Regions from separate parts of the Mus musculus genome. Here region 1 is linked to region 2. A link is a contact called in public Hi-C data. All regions are on one chromosome and are shown on one strand. The core of a region is the stretch at or near the end of the contact, and the rest is flanking DNA. Distances in the headings are between cores, read along the strand shown. Region 1 overlaps Prkn (parkin RBR E3 ubiquitin protein ligase). Region 2 overlaps Prkn (parkin RBR E3 ubiquitin protein ligase).

The links. A called contact is a pair of places that touch in the nucleus more often than the background predicts.
Region 1: a Hi-C map of cortical neurons shows a contact between it and region 2, with 3 times the contacts expected there. The contact joins two enhancer-like sites. A contact is called at or near these places in 1 of 39 promoter capture datasets (hippocampal neurons), 9 of 484 Hi-C or Micro-C datasets (cerebral cortex, cortical neurons, embryonic retina and 2 more), 1 of 115 datasets of contacts at active chromatin or transcription factors (neural progenitor cells) and 1 of 9 other capture datasets (liver).

What each region holds. Positions count from the first base shown.
Region 1 is chr17:11,968,989-11,974,668 of GRCm38.p6, reverse strand. The region is part of intron 9 of Prkn (parkin RBR E3 ubiquitin protein ligase); the gene reads right to left. Gm46604 (a long non-coding RNA gene) reads left to right here. Exons shown (of 6, transcript XR_001782243.2): 3 at 1,784-3,238. Among named protein-coding and RNA genes, the nearest start is that of Gm52293, 59 kb to the left of the region's middle. Within about 2 kb of position 1,813, at least 30 of the 459 cell types and tissues checked have an H3K27ac peak or open chromatin away from gene starts, as enhancers often do. A contact at or near this core is called in cortical neurons, where this site is marked.
Region 2 is chr17:11,856,423-11,862,300 of GRCm38.p6, reverse strand. All of the region lies in intron 9 of Prkn (parkin RBR E3 ubiquitin protein ligase), which reads right to left. Among named protein-coding and RNA genes, the nearest start is that of D17Ertd648e, 24 kb to the left of the region's middle. Within about 2 kb of position 3,355, at least 6 of the 459 cell types and tissues checked have an H3K27ac peak or open chromatin away from gene starts, as enhancers often do. A contact at or near this core is called in cortical neurons, where this site is marked.

The DNA of each region.
Region 1 (5,680 bases), core at 564-3,063, 110 kb before region 2:
ATGTGTTGGATATATAGGGGGGGGGAGATGGATGGGATGTATGGCATTGGAAGCCATGTCTGTAGAAGAAGCAATGAGAAATGAGAGGGGAGAGGGAGAGGGAGAGGGAGGGAGAGAGAGGAGAGAGAGAGAGAGAGAGAGAGCTATGAGCCAGGGAACCAGTGGGGCCAGCAACTCTGCCTCCTCTCCTGAGCCTTGAACAGATTGTGTTTGCTGGTGCACAGTTTTGATGGCAACCAGGTCTTACTTGTTTGCCTATGAAAACCATCTGATGGCTTCATGACCACGTGTCCCCGATTCAATCTGTGACTCAAAGAATATGAACTGACCTTCTCATGTAATGCTGAGGATGGGATTTGTTCATAAGAGGAGGAAGAGAAAATGAAGCTGTGTTGTTCCCAGGAGCTGGGGGGGGTGGGGGGGGTGGGGGGGGGTTCCTTAGGCATAAGAAAGTTGAAGTCATTGGCCTTTGTGATTCCCAGGTATTGGAGACTTTATCTGTCAATCAAATGTTTCAACCACCTCTGGGTTTTAACAGCCAGACTCATTGGATGGAAAGTGTGTGTTGTGTTTTGTAAACTGGCAGTATAATAGGGCAGGAGGGAGCACCTCAGAGGGGCAGCTAAGGTGTTCCCCCGAGGGATCACCACCAGGCAACAGGCCTTGTACAAAAGGAGGTTTATTGGGGGGAATGGAGGGGCACCTGGAAAGAGGGAAAGGCAGAGCAACGAAGGGGGTAGAGAAGGACAGAGAGAGAAGAGAGAGGAAGGAAGGACAGAGAGAGGAAGAGGAGACAAGGCTGGCCAGGGACATGTGGGGAATTAGGAGAATAGAAGGTGGAGATAGAGAAGGGCACACACACATGAAGGGGGGGGCAGAGAGAGAGAAAGAGAGGGAGGGAAGAGGGAGTTGGAGTAGGTGAGCAGTCCTCCTTACACACCAGGTTGGCTTGCACCTGGCAGGCAGCTATGCAAGCTGTTGCTAGGTAGCTCTTGGGTGGAGCCTAGCAGAATTATCCCTAAGCCAACGGCGCAGGCTTTTGTAAATTAACAATGTGCAATAAATTCCCCGGGCACAGGGCCCTGGGTGAAGCTTAGCCAAGGACAGAGAGAAACTTGGCTTTTCTGCCCTCAATCTAGCTGCTGGGTTTGCCCCTGACCCACAGCAGTGTGACCTATCAGGGGTCTCAGAAACCCTGGGGACTGCAGCCACCTCTCATGGGATCCAGCCAACTTCATGGGCACCTGGCAGAGGGTAACAAGACGAGTATGTAGCCACCTGTATAGCTACTGCGTCTAGACCGGCTTATTCTCACTGAACAGCCGGGGGGCTGGTAGCTGTCCTGAGAAGACATCGGACAGATCCATGGAAATGCTTAAATCTCAAGGCTGCCGAAGCAGGGTGGGGGATTAACTTTGGAAATGTTGCTATGTAAATGGTTTAAATGAACAGTGCCTTTGGAGCAGCCTCTGCTGATCGATCTGTTTAACCAAAGGAGAGAAGAAAAATTGGTGACTGAAGCCAAAATTCTTACTTGGCACCAGCACAGAAGAACCTGCAACAGACAAGCCGGTTTGTCAGAAACCCCAGGGATTTCCGACTTACCTTTGTCCAGAAATGTCCTCTGCCTCTATCTACCTGTCTGTCTCTGTGTCGTTTTAGTTTTTTTTTTTTTTTTCAACTCTAGTGTTACCTCTTTCCTCTCTCAAACAGAAGCATTTGACATTATTTTGGGCGGTCATATAACAACTGAGAACAGTTGCTTTTTTTTTTTTTCCTACAGATACGTATTACTCTGATCTACCTATAGATGTCACTGTTCATTTATGACAAATCATCCCCGGAGCTCAGGCAATTACCTCGGCTAAAATAACAAGCGTGTTTTCTGGAAATAAAATAACCAGCAAGTACCGAGAGAGAGGCATTTTCTCTCGCAGGTGTCTCCAAATCAAAGCTGAGGTGCGAACAACAATTCACTCTTTCTCCAGGCCTCCCACACAGTGTTTGCTTCCAGAACTTCAGCACCGCAGTGAGAGCTAGCTCTTCCTGGCCTGGCAGTCCCTCAGCCCTAACTGCCTGACCCCATAAGCATTTCCTACTTGTTTTAGCTTGTGAAGGACGCTGGCGTTCTGAGAGACAGGAAGTAGAGTTATACTGTATTTCAATATAAACAAAAAATTCTGCTACCCATTGCTGCCTACCGAGAACACATATACCATGGATGTTGAAATGGATGGAATGTTTCAGTAAGTCTCTAATAATAAGGGAATGTAAGCACAGCATTTATACAACAGACAGAGACTTGTATATTCACCCAGTGACTCATGCATGATAATGGTTGTTAGTGCTGTTATTTAGATAACCAAATAATTGGGCTCCTTTATGGAGGATGATATGTTAGACATAGTCTATCCTTATCCATACATTATCTTACTTGGGTAAATGGTTTAAATGGAATTATACCATATGGAGTGATAACCCCTCTCCCCCATCCCCATTCCATAAACTATCTGATGGAAATGAGAATGAGAGACGATGAAAACCTCCCTTTCAGTAGCTGCTGAGGGCGACCCAAGAGGCCTCCCAAATGGTACAGGTTATTGCTGTCACCCATGGTTGCCTCCTGGAACTTGAAGGTAAGAGCCTGGTGGTGAAGACACTACACACTTTGGATACGGAACTCAGAGGGGCTGAGCTGGTTCTGACCTGGTAGAATACCCCATCCCTGAAGGCTGCCTTTTATAGTATTGCACGGTGCAAGTTGCCAAGGAGGAGGAACAGCCAGTAGTCCTACCCAGACGTGAAGTCTAAGAAGCATGTCGATGACTAGTGGGGCACTTGATATGTTATGGTGTAATCATGGCACGTACACCACAGGGTTAACCAATGGCTATCTCCGTGGATTTAAGGCCTGCACAATAGGCTCACTAAGACCTGTTCATGCCTGTAAAATCTAGCCAACTACCCACAGCCAGAGAGGTTGTATATTTGAGAAGAGAACCCATGCTGGCATTTTCCTAAATCAATATATCTTCTTACGGTGTCCTAAATTCTTACCATTGTACCCTTCATTGAACAAGCTTCTTTTGCAGAGCGTGGAAATGACTACAGAGATTCACTACTGCTCAAGATGCAGAGAACGGGTAACTGTGGTGTGCCCAGTGCCCACTGGTGTATCTCCAACCAACCCCTACACCCAAGGCTCAGGGAAGATCTATATAGAGGAGGGAGAAGGAAGGTAAGAGCCAGAGGATTTGGAGTTTTTTTTTTTTTTTGTTTGTTTTTTGAGATAGCATCTTATTTGTTTATTTATTTTATGTATGTAAGTACACTGTAGCTCTCTTCAGACACACCAGAAGAGGGCATTGGATCCCACTATAGATGGTTGTGAGCCACCCTGTGGTTGCTGGGACTGAACTCAGGACCTCTGGAAGAGCAGTCAGTGCTTTTAACCACCAAATCACCACTCCAGCCTGATAGCATTTTTTTATATGATAATAAGCTGCAAGGATGAAATGCCTAAACCAGATCTGCATAATGACCCCAGCAGCCAACATGCCAATGGGAGTGGGGAAATTACACAAGGTCCCATCCTTAGATGAAAAAAACTGTGGCCGCCAATGGCTGCTGAGGAAGAGAGAATCAGTTTCCTTCAGGGACTTTGCCCTCTGATAGATTTTCCAGTCCCAAGTGGTCAGCAGCAAACCCTTGTACATAAGAGTAACATTAGGTGAATTTAGAGGAACACCACAAACACACACACACACCACCACCACCACCACCACCACCACCACCACCACCACCACCACCAATAATTATAGAAGATGAAGCTATCAATTCAAGAGAAAGTGGGATGGGACAGGGAAGAAATTGGAGTAAAAGAAAGGTAGAAATGTTGTAAACATATTATACTCATGACTGAAATTCTCAAATAGTAAATATTCAAATAAAAATGTTTGTTGTTGTTATTTGAGATGGGCACGGGCTATTCCATTCAGTCCCCCACTTTAAAGGCAGACAACAACCTAAAGCAATCAGCAAAGAGAGCAAACACCAGAGGATTTGTTCTTTTCTAATGACCCTGTCTTTGAGTAAATCCATATTTGTGTATATATTCCTGTTTGCACTTCAATTTTTTCTATATATTTGAAGGTTTAGAAAATGAGGAAATTAGAAAGAAGGGAACTGTGTTGTTGTTTTTTTTTTTAAGCTGTGATAAAATATCTTGACTAAAGGCAACTTAAGGAAGACAGTTTATTTAGCTTATCTTTCTAGATGGGGAGTCTGTCATGATGGGTGCAGTGTTGCAACAGTTAGGCAGGAAGCTTGGCGCTCATGTCACAGCTGAGCACAGGAAGCAGAGAGAGCAAACAGGAAGTGTTGTGGCAAACTCTCAGAGTCCACCCTACAGAGACACACTTCCTCTGGGAGGCTCTACTCCCTAAAGCTTCTATAATCTTCTCCCCAAAGAGACACCAACTGAGAAGCAAGTATTGAAACACATGAGTCTATGAAGGGCATTTCTCAAACCATAATAGGAAGGAAGGAAGGGAGGGAGGGAGGGAGGGAGGGAGGGAGGGAGGGAGGGAGGGAGGGAGGAAAGGAAGGAAGGAAGGAAGGAAGGAAGGAAGGAAGGAAGGAAGGAAGAAAGGAAGGAAGGAAGGGAGAGAGGAAGGAAGGAAGGAAGGGAGAGAGAAAGAAAGGAAGGAAGGGAGAGAGAAAGGAAGGAAGGAAGGAAGGAAGGAAGGAAGGAAGGAAGGAAGGAAGGAGGAGAACAAGGGGAAGAAAAGAAACCCCTGGAGAAAGTGATGTATTTTTTACAGCTATTTCTAGAAGGTTATCAATTCCCAGATGAGAAACCACTCTGGCCTTACATTCCAGAAATAATGGATGAATGGATGAATGAATGAATGAATGAATGAATAAATAAATAAATAAATAAATAAATAGAAATGACAGCAACAGCTCTTTCTGGTGTGGCTGCCAATAACTGTCACACTCCTCACAGCATGTGGGTTGACACAGGAAACCTCACTAGGCATTTCCCAGTGGAGTTTAGAGGCTGTTTATTCTTCTTATAACCCCATTTGCAGCCCAGTCTCATATTAATTGAGAGATAGAGAGGCAATGTAAGGCCTTGAAATATCAGAAGTTGCAGCCCTCTGGGGATGAGCTTGTCAACTGCCATGGGTTGGGATGTCAGCATCTATTATTATTATTATTATTATTATTATTATTATATTTTTTATATACATTTCAAATGCTATTCCGAAAGATACCTATACCCTCCCCCCGCCCTGCTCCCCTACCCACCAACTCCCACTTCTTGTCCTTGGCATTCCCCTGTACTGGGGCATATAAAGTTTGTAAGACCAAGGGGCCTCTCTTCCCAGTGATGGCCGACTAGGCCATCTTCTGCTACATATGCAGCTAGAGATATGAGCTCTGGAAGTACTGGTTAGTTCATATTGTTGTTCCACCTATAGGGTTGCAGACCCCTTCAGCTCCTTGGGTGCTTTCTCTAGCTTCTCCATTGGGAGCCCTGTGTTCCATCTTATAGATGACTGTGAGCATCCACTTCTGTATTTGCCAGGCACTGGCATAGCCTCATACGAGACAGCTATACCAGTGTCCCTTCAGCAAAATCTTGCTGGCATATGCAATAGTGTCTGTGTTTGGT
Region 2 (5,878 bases), core at 2,106-4,605:
CCATGAGCTGTAATTCAGCACACACAGTCAATTTATGAAAATGCATCTTATCTTCTAGAATTGATCTTAAACCTATTACATATGTCTATAACAGTTTTAGAATTAAAAGGATTTTTACTATAGAAATGGACTCTCAGAAATGCAATTGAGCCCTGAGCCAGGCCCAGTGACAAGCTTTCACGACTAGTAAAAATCTACCACCCATTAAAACAGCTTCTATTCACAGCACTCAGAAGCTATCACAGAGACTCACATCTGGTCATAGTTCTGAGAAGAAGTGACAATAGCATCCTCAACCCCAAATGGGATGTCTATAACATTAACACAATACACAGGCATCATGACTGATGAAGGCATGGGGAATTGGTAAAGGAGCAAGGTAGAGGAGCAAGGGGTTGGTTACAAGTGTCTTCTGGGTATGATGGGCATGGCGTACCCACGAACTCTTCATAACTGTGGTGGCTTGCACAAGACCCACAAGTCAAGACCCCAGCATGGATGGTAGAAAGGCTCTCTAGTTGAAGAGTTATAGGTTGTCAACAACTTTGAGAGCAGGGCAGATTTCTTCAGTGACAGGTCTTCCAATATACTGAGTATCCCCAAGTGGTCACCACCACATTCATATGGCCAATACTAATTAGATTCAATAGGCCTACACGTGCGCATACACGCACATACGTATGTATGTACATATGCACACAGACACACATGCATGCAACAATAAAACTATAGGATAACATAAATTAGAGAGGGGGGATGCAAGGGAGGCATGTGGAAAGGTGGGAAGAGCTGGCAGATATGATTAAAATGCATTGTATGCGTATGAAATGCTGAAGCAAGAGTACTAAAAATACATGTGAGACAAACATAGCATATGATTTGGAAGTCATTTATCCGTTCTCCACTAAGAGGAAAACACGTGGGCCTGCTGGCTTTGAGGCTGAGATCTCGAAAGCTCATTATAACCAGTGGTATGCTACTTAGCACTTTGCATAAAAAACCATGAAGGGAACGATTTGAATCCCAAGTTGTTTCGTGAAACACCTGTCTTGGAAAACACAGTGCACAAAAGACCCTTCCTGAGCTATGGAATGGAGAAGATGCACTCTGAGCATTCTACTGCTTCAGGAAACTGCACGCTCACATACTAGAAACTTCTAATCCTACAGAAAATAAAGTTCTCCGCTCCAGCTTACCTCATGCCTGCTACTCATACATCTATCTGTCACTTCATTCCCAGTCAAGAAAGAAAAGCAAAATGGAGTCACCTTGGTTCTGGGACGCTTAAGGTAGAACAGGAGTGCCTCTGCTGGAACAGGTTTCAGAAGGTGGGCCAGGCTGCCATTGATCTCTGTCCATATCCCAAGATGTCTTTGGGCTTCCAAGACACAGACCACCACCTCTGCCTTTAGGTGGTTCTGGTGCCTGACCCAAGATTTCATGAATGCTACAACTCCATCAAAGAAGAGCTTTGGAGTGAGGGCTAAGAGTTCCCAGAGACACTAACAGCAATGAACTGCGTGGTGTATCCCCTCCACCAAACACACCCAGAGGCTGAGGCTGGTTCCGGCCTGGAACATATCAAACAGTCTTACTGTAACCTAAACCAGTAACACCACCCAACGAATGATGCAGGGGCCTACTCCTCTCCTGGTTTAAACGTTAAATGCAGAGACCCCTTTTGCTCAGCCCGTTTTCGCCACATTGCATTCCTAGCAGGCTCCAAAGAAAAGTAACATTTTATTTGGTTTCCACCTGGCTGAATTAACTTTCAGTCTGCACTTGTACTGTAATCCTGCCCCTCATTTCCTCACCTCAGCCCCAAGAACCCATGTTGCACGGTCCTCGGTTTGCAAAATGTACCCTCACCCCCACCGCCATGTCCCTATATAGTTCAAATTGACTGCCTCCTGAGTGCTGGGATTTGATGCCCAGAGCACCAGGCCTGGCCTGCTCTGTACTCCTGTATTCCAGATTTCTCTTGTTATACACATTGCAGAGGTTAAAGTGTTTGGAGTCAAGCAGAGGACATTCCAGTGTTGCAATGGTACCTGCACTGTTCTTCAGCAGAACAAAATAGGCGCAAATATAACGCGCAATACAGCTGCTCCCTGCCCTGTGTGACTGCTCAGCACCCAGAATGGGGCTACTGTAAGGAACTGAACTGTTGGTTGTATTGAGTTTGGATGTAAGAAACAGCATATGTGCATGTTGAGCATCATGACCCTAGAGAGAGGTCAGAGCATCATCAAAGTAAAACCATAAATTCAGTAGTCTCTTCAGTGAGTGTATTCTGCACTGCTCTGTGCTCTCTGTTAGCTCATAGAGCGAGACCAGGGGTCTTTGGTCAGTTTGTGACTATGATGACTCCTCCCTAACACAGAGAGTTGGGGGCTTAACATTTTGAAAGGATAAAATTAGTTCATACTTGTGTTAGCCTTTTGATGCTGTGATGAAATGCATGATAAAGAAATGTACAACGGAAGAACAGTTTTTTTGTTTGTTTGGTTGTTGTTTGTTTGTTTAGGCTGACTGTGTTGGTGCTTTCCATCCATAGTCGCGTGACTATGTCGTACATCACTCCTGTGTGCTGAGTGGAGAAAAGCAGCTCACATCAGAGGGAAGAGGGTTGCCTAGGAACAAGCTATTATTCTCAAAGAGATAGCTCAAGGAACTTTCTTCCAGCTACTAGTCTCTACTTCCAATGCCCCCGTTTGACTATGACGTGGTTCCTTCCCTGCCACCCATCCTGCCCAGCTACCCCATCACCCTCGACAGCAACCCTAGCTGGGGACCATGCACAGGAGCATCTCAGAAGATAGTTCATATCCAAACAGACTAGTACTTCCCTTTATTTAAACAAAAACTGACTAGAGACAAGTAGGACGGCCAGATCTGTGCTGGATTGTAAAGCACACACTTCAAATTGCAGAACTATCTTTCGAGGAACATTTGTCAATTGACAAACACTTTGCAGAGAAACGGTATGCAGGAGCTTGCTTGTACATTTGTGAACGGCTTCTTTAATTAAAATAAATACTCTCCAAAGCTTTCTATCTTTGCACTCCAAGCTGTCTCACAGGCAGAAAGTCTAGCAAGACTTATTTCCAATCTGCAAATGAGCCAGTCTTGGAGTTGAAATTAGATTTTTGGACACATGTCAAATAAACAAGGAATGCATATTTTTTTGACATTTCCTAGCATTGATTTTTCTTTCATAAATGCTTTTTGATGAGAAACGCTTTATAGATTAAAAATTAACATATCAACCTTGGCATGGTTCTACCCGAGGCATGTTTGTAGGTTCAGTATGGCAGAGCCTAGAGCTTTTGTGTTCAATGGCATCTATTTAGTCATCCTGATGAATGCTCATCTTGTCTGGTGTCTCCTTGCATACATCATGGTGCGAGCCACATCCAAGTGGAGTCTAGATTTTAACTCCAGTTCTTTTTGAAAGAACCAACTCATTATAGCTGACAAAAAATATTTCATTATAATTTATGTATTTTCGTAAAAATAAACCAAGATCTCCTTAAAGAGCAGCAAAGGAAGCCAGGCATGGTGGCACACGCCAATGGTTCTGGAGAGGGCTTCCTTGGCTACCTATTGAGTTTAAGGCTAGCCTGGGGTACAGAAGAGCCTGCTGCACAATCCAAGCTGAAAACCAACCTCAGGAAGAACACAGAGAACCACCCCCCTCGCCCTCACATCAGCGAATGCCTGTTGCCTTTTCATTTCTAAATTCAGCGTATGGATAAAGGGCTCTGTGTCCTACCAGCTATTTTGAGTTTTAATTCAATCATAACTTAAATCTTTGCATCTTCACTGACTCCTCCCCTACACAAAGACTGAAGGTAAGGGTCAGACTCTCACTTCACTAAAATCCCCAATAAGATCAAAGTCACCGTACTTTTTTTTTTCCGCCCCCATGCAGCATGACCATACTCTGCCTGTGTCTGTGAATCTAGGTTTAATGCTGGGTTGACAACTTAGAGCTTGCGAGACTTTAAGACCCGTTCTGAGGAATGCAGTGCAGAGTAACAGCTTTGCCTTACAGGACTCAGGAGGGGCCTGTGTTGATGAGGGACTGAGGCACATGCCACAGTGTTGCCCTTTGACCCAGCTCCCTGCTACGCAGGCACTATCTGTTAAAGAAAGGGGGACAGTTGAGGGCCTAAAGAAATGCCTTCTCATTTCCTTAGCAAAATACAGAGGAAGAGTATTTAGAGGAGGAGTGATGGCTCAGTGGTTAACAGTCTTCCAGAGGACCCGGGTTCAATTCCCACTACCCACGGGATGGAGACAGTTGTCTGTAGCTCCAGTTCTCGGGGATTCCACACCCTCATCCAGACATACGTGCAGGTGAAACCCCAATGCACGTGAAATAAAAACACATTTATAAAAAATATGCTTTTAAAGGTCTCTTTATTTTGTTTGATTTCCTTTTGGCTGATACTAAATCATGACCCTGGGTTTCTAATTTAGAATGAAAAATTATTTACTCAAATTCAGTTATTATAAAAAAATGTCTCTTGGATATATTCCAGTCCAAGATAGCACCAAATAAGACAAATACGCTTGGTTTATCGGGGACAGAGGAGGTTTGACTCTCATACTTCCCTTCATTCCTGGTCAGTGACTATGGTGGTGTTTTGTATTTGGCTGCTATTTTCCAGTATTAAACATGTCATCATTTTGCATAGCAGGCATAAAAGTTAGTGAGGTAGTTCTGATGCATTGTGAGGAGGCTGCAGAAAGAACACTGCATCACAGACATTCCTCAGGAAATCAATTAATGCTTTTATGAGCCATAGTCCAAATATGATCAAAGGCTTAGCTCAGAATGGGAATCAGGTTATTTAATCCATATATATATGTGTGTGTGTGTGTGTGTGTGTGTGTGTGTCCTGGTGATATATAAATATTCTGTGCTCAGCAAAAACTAAAATTGCAGTGCTCCCAAGACTAAGAGAGTGCACCTCTTAAGAGTAAGAGAGTACTCCCAAGAGTAAGAGATTTCATATGCCAGCATGCACAAGCTCGCTACCTGGTGGCTGAGGGAGCCCTTGATAGGTACTTTCTGTAGTGGACTTTCTGTGCATCTCTACACAGACCATCAAATTGTAGGAGTGCTATTAAGACACCCTGTTATAAAAGTGTGTGAAGACACTTACTTTCTGACCACATCTTTGTGAAGCTAAGGAAGCAGTTCTAATACTGGGATAGATAAGTGGAAAGCAATTTTAGTTTATTTCTGATGCTTCTGCATTATTTGGGACACTCTGTCATCCATTTACTCCATGGAACCTCAACCGCATGACTTTACCGTGAAGAAGACTGTAGAATCGGGGCAGGAATATGGAGTGGGATAATCAGTACAAATTTCAACTCGAATCCTAGGAAGTGGTACCTTCTCTCAAATCATTGTTTACCTTAGCAATGAATCTGCCGTGACCACGACAGATCTGCCAGGCAGATGGACCTCGACTGTCACAGAAAACCTAATAGCATGTTAGAGAATGCTCACTGAGCCTTGGCATCTGGTGAGCTCAGAGAGAAAGGCAGAAAGGGTCAGGGGATCTCATTTTCCAATGGACATGAATATGTGTTTGAACAACAGGGTCCTATATACTAACCATCCTACAGGCAGGTCTCTGCTTCTGTCACACTCTCAGAGGGATGTTCCCTCATCGGATGCCCTGAAGCACAACTCTCAGCAAAGCCTTTGTTCGAGACTCCTGACCCTTAGAAGCTCTGGGACCTAATCCTGTCCTAAGAAATGAGGGAACGGAGGGCTATTTGTTACACAGCACTAGCTAATCATCACAGCCTGACATTTCTTCTCCCGCAAACAACAAAACAGAACAAATCAAATTAA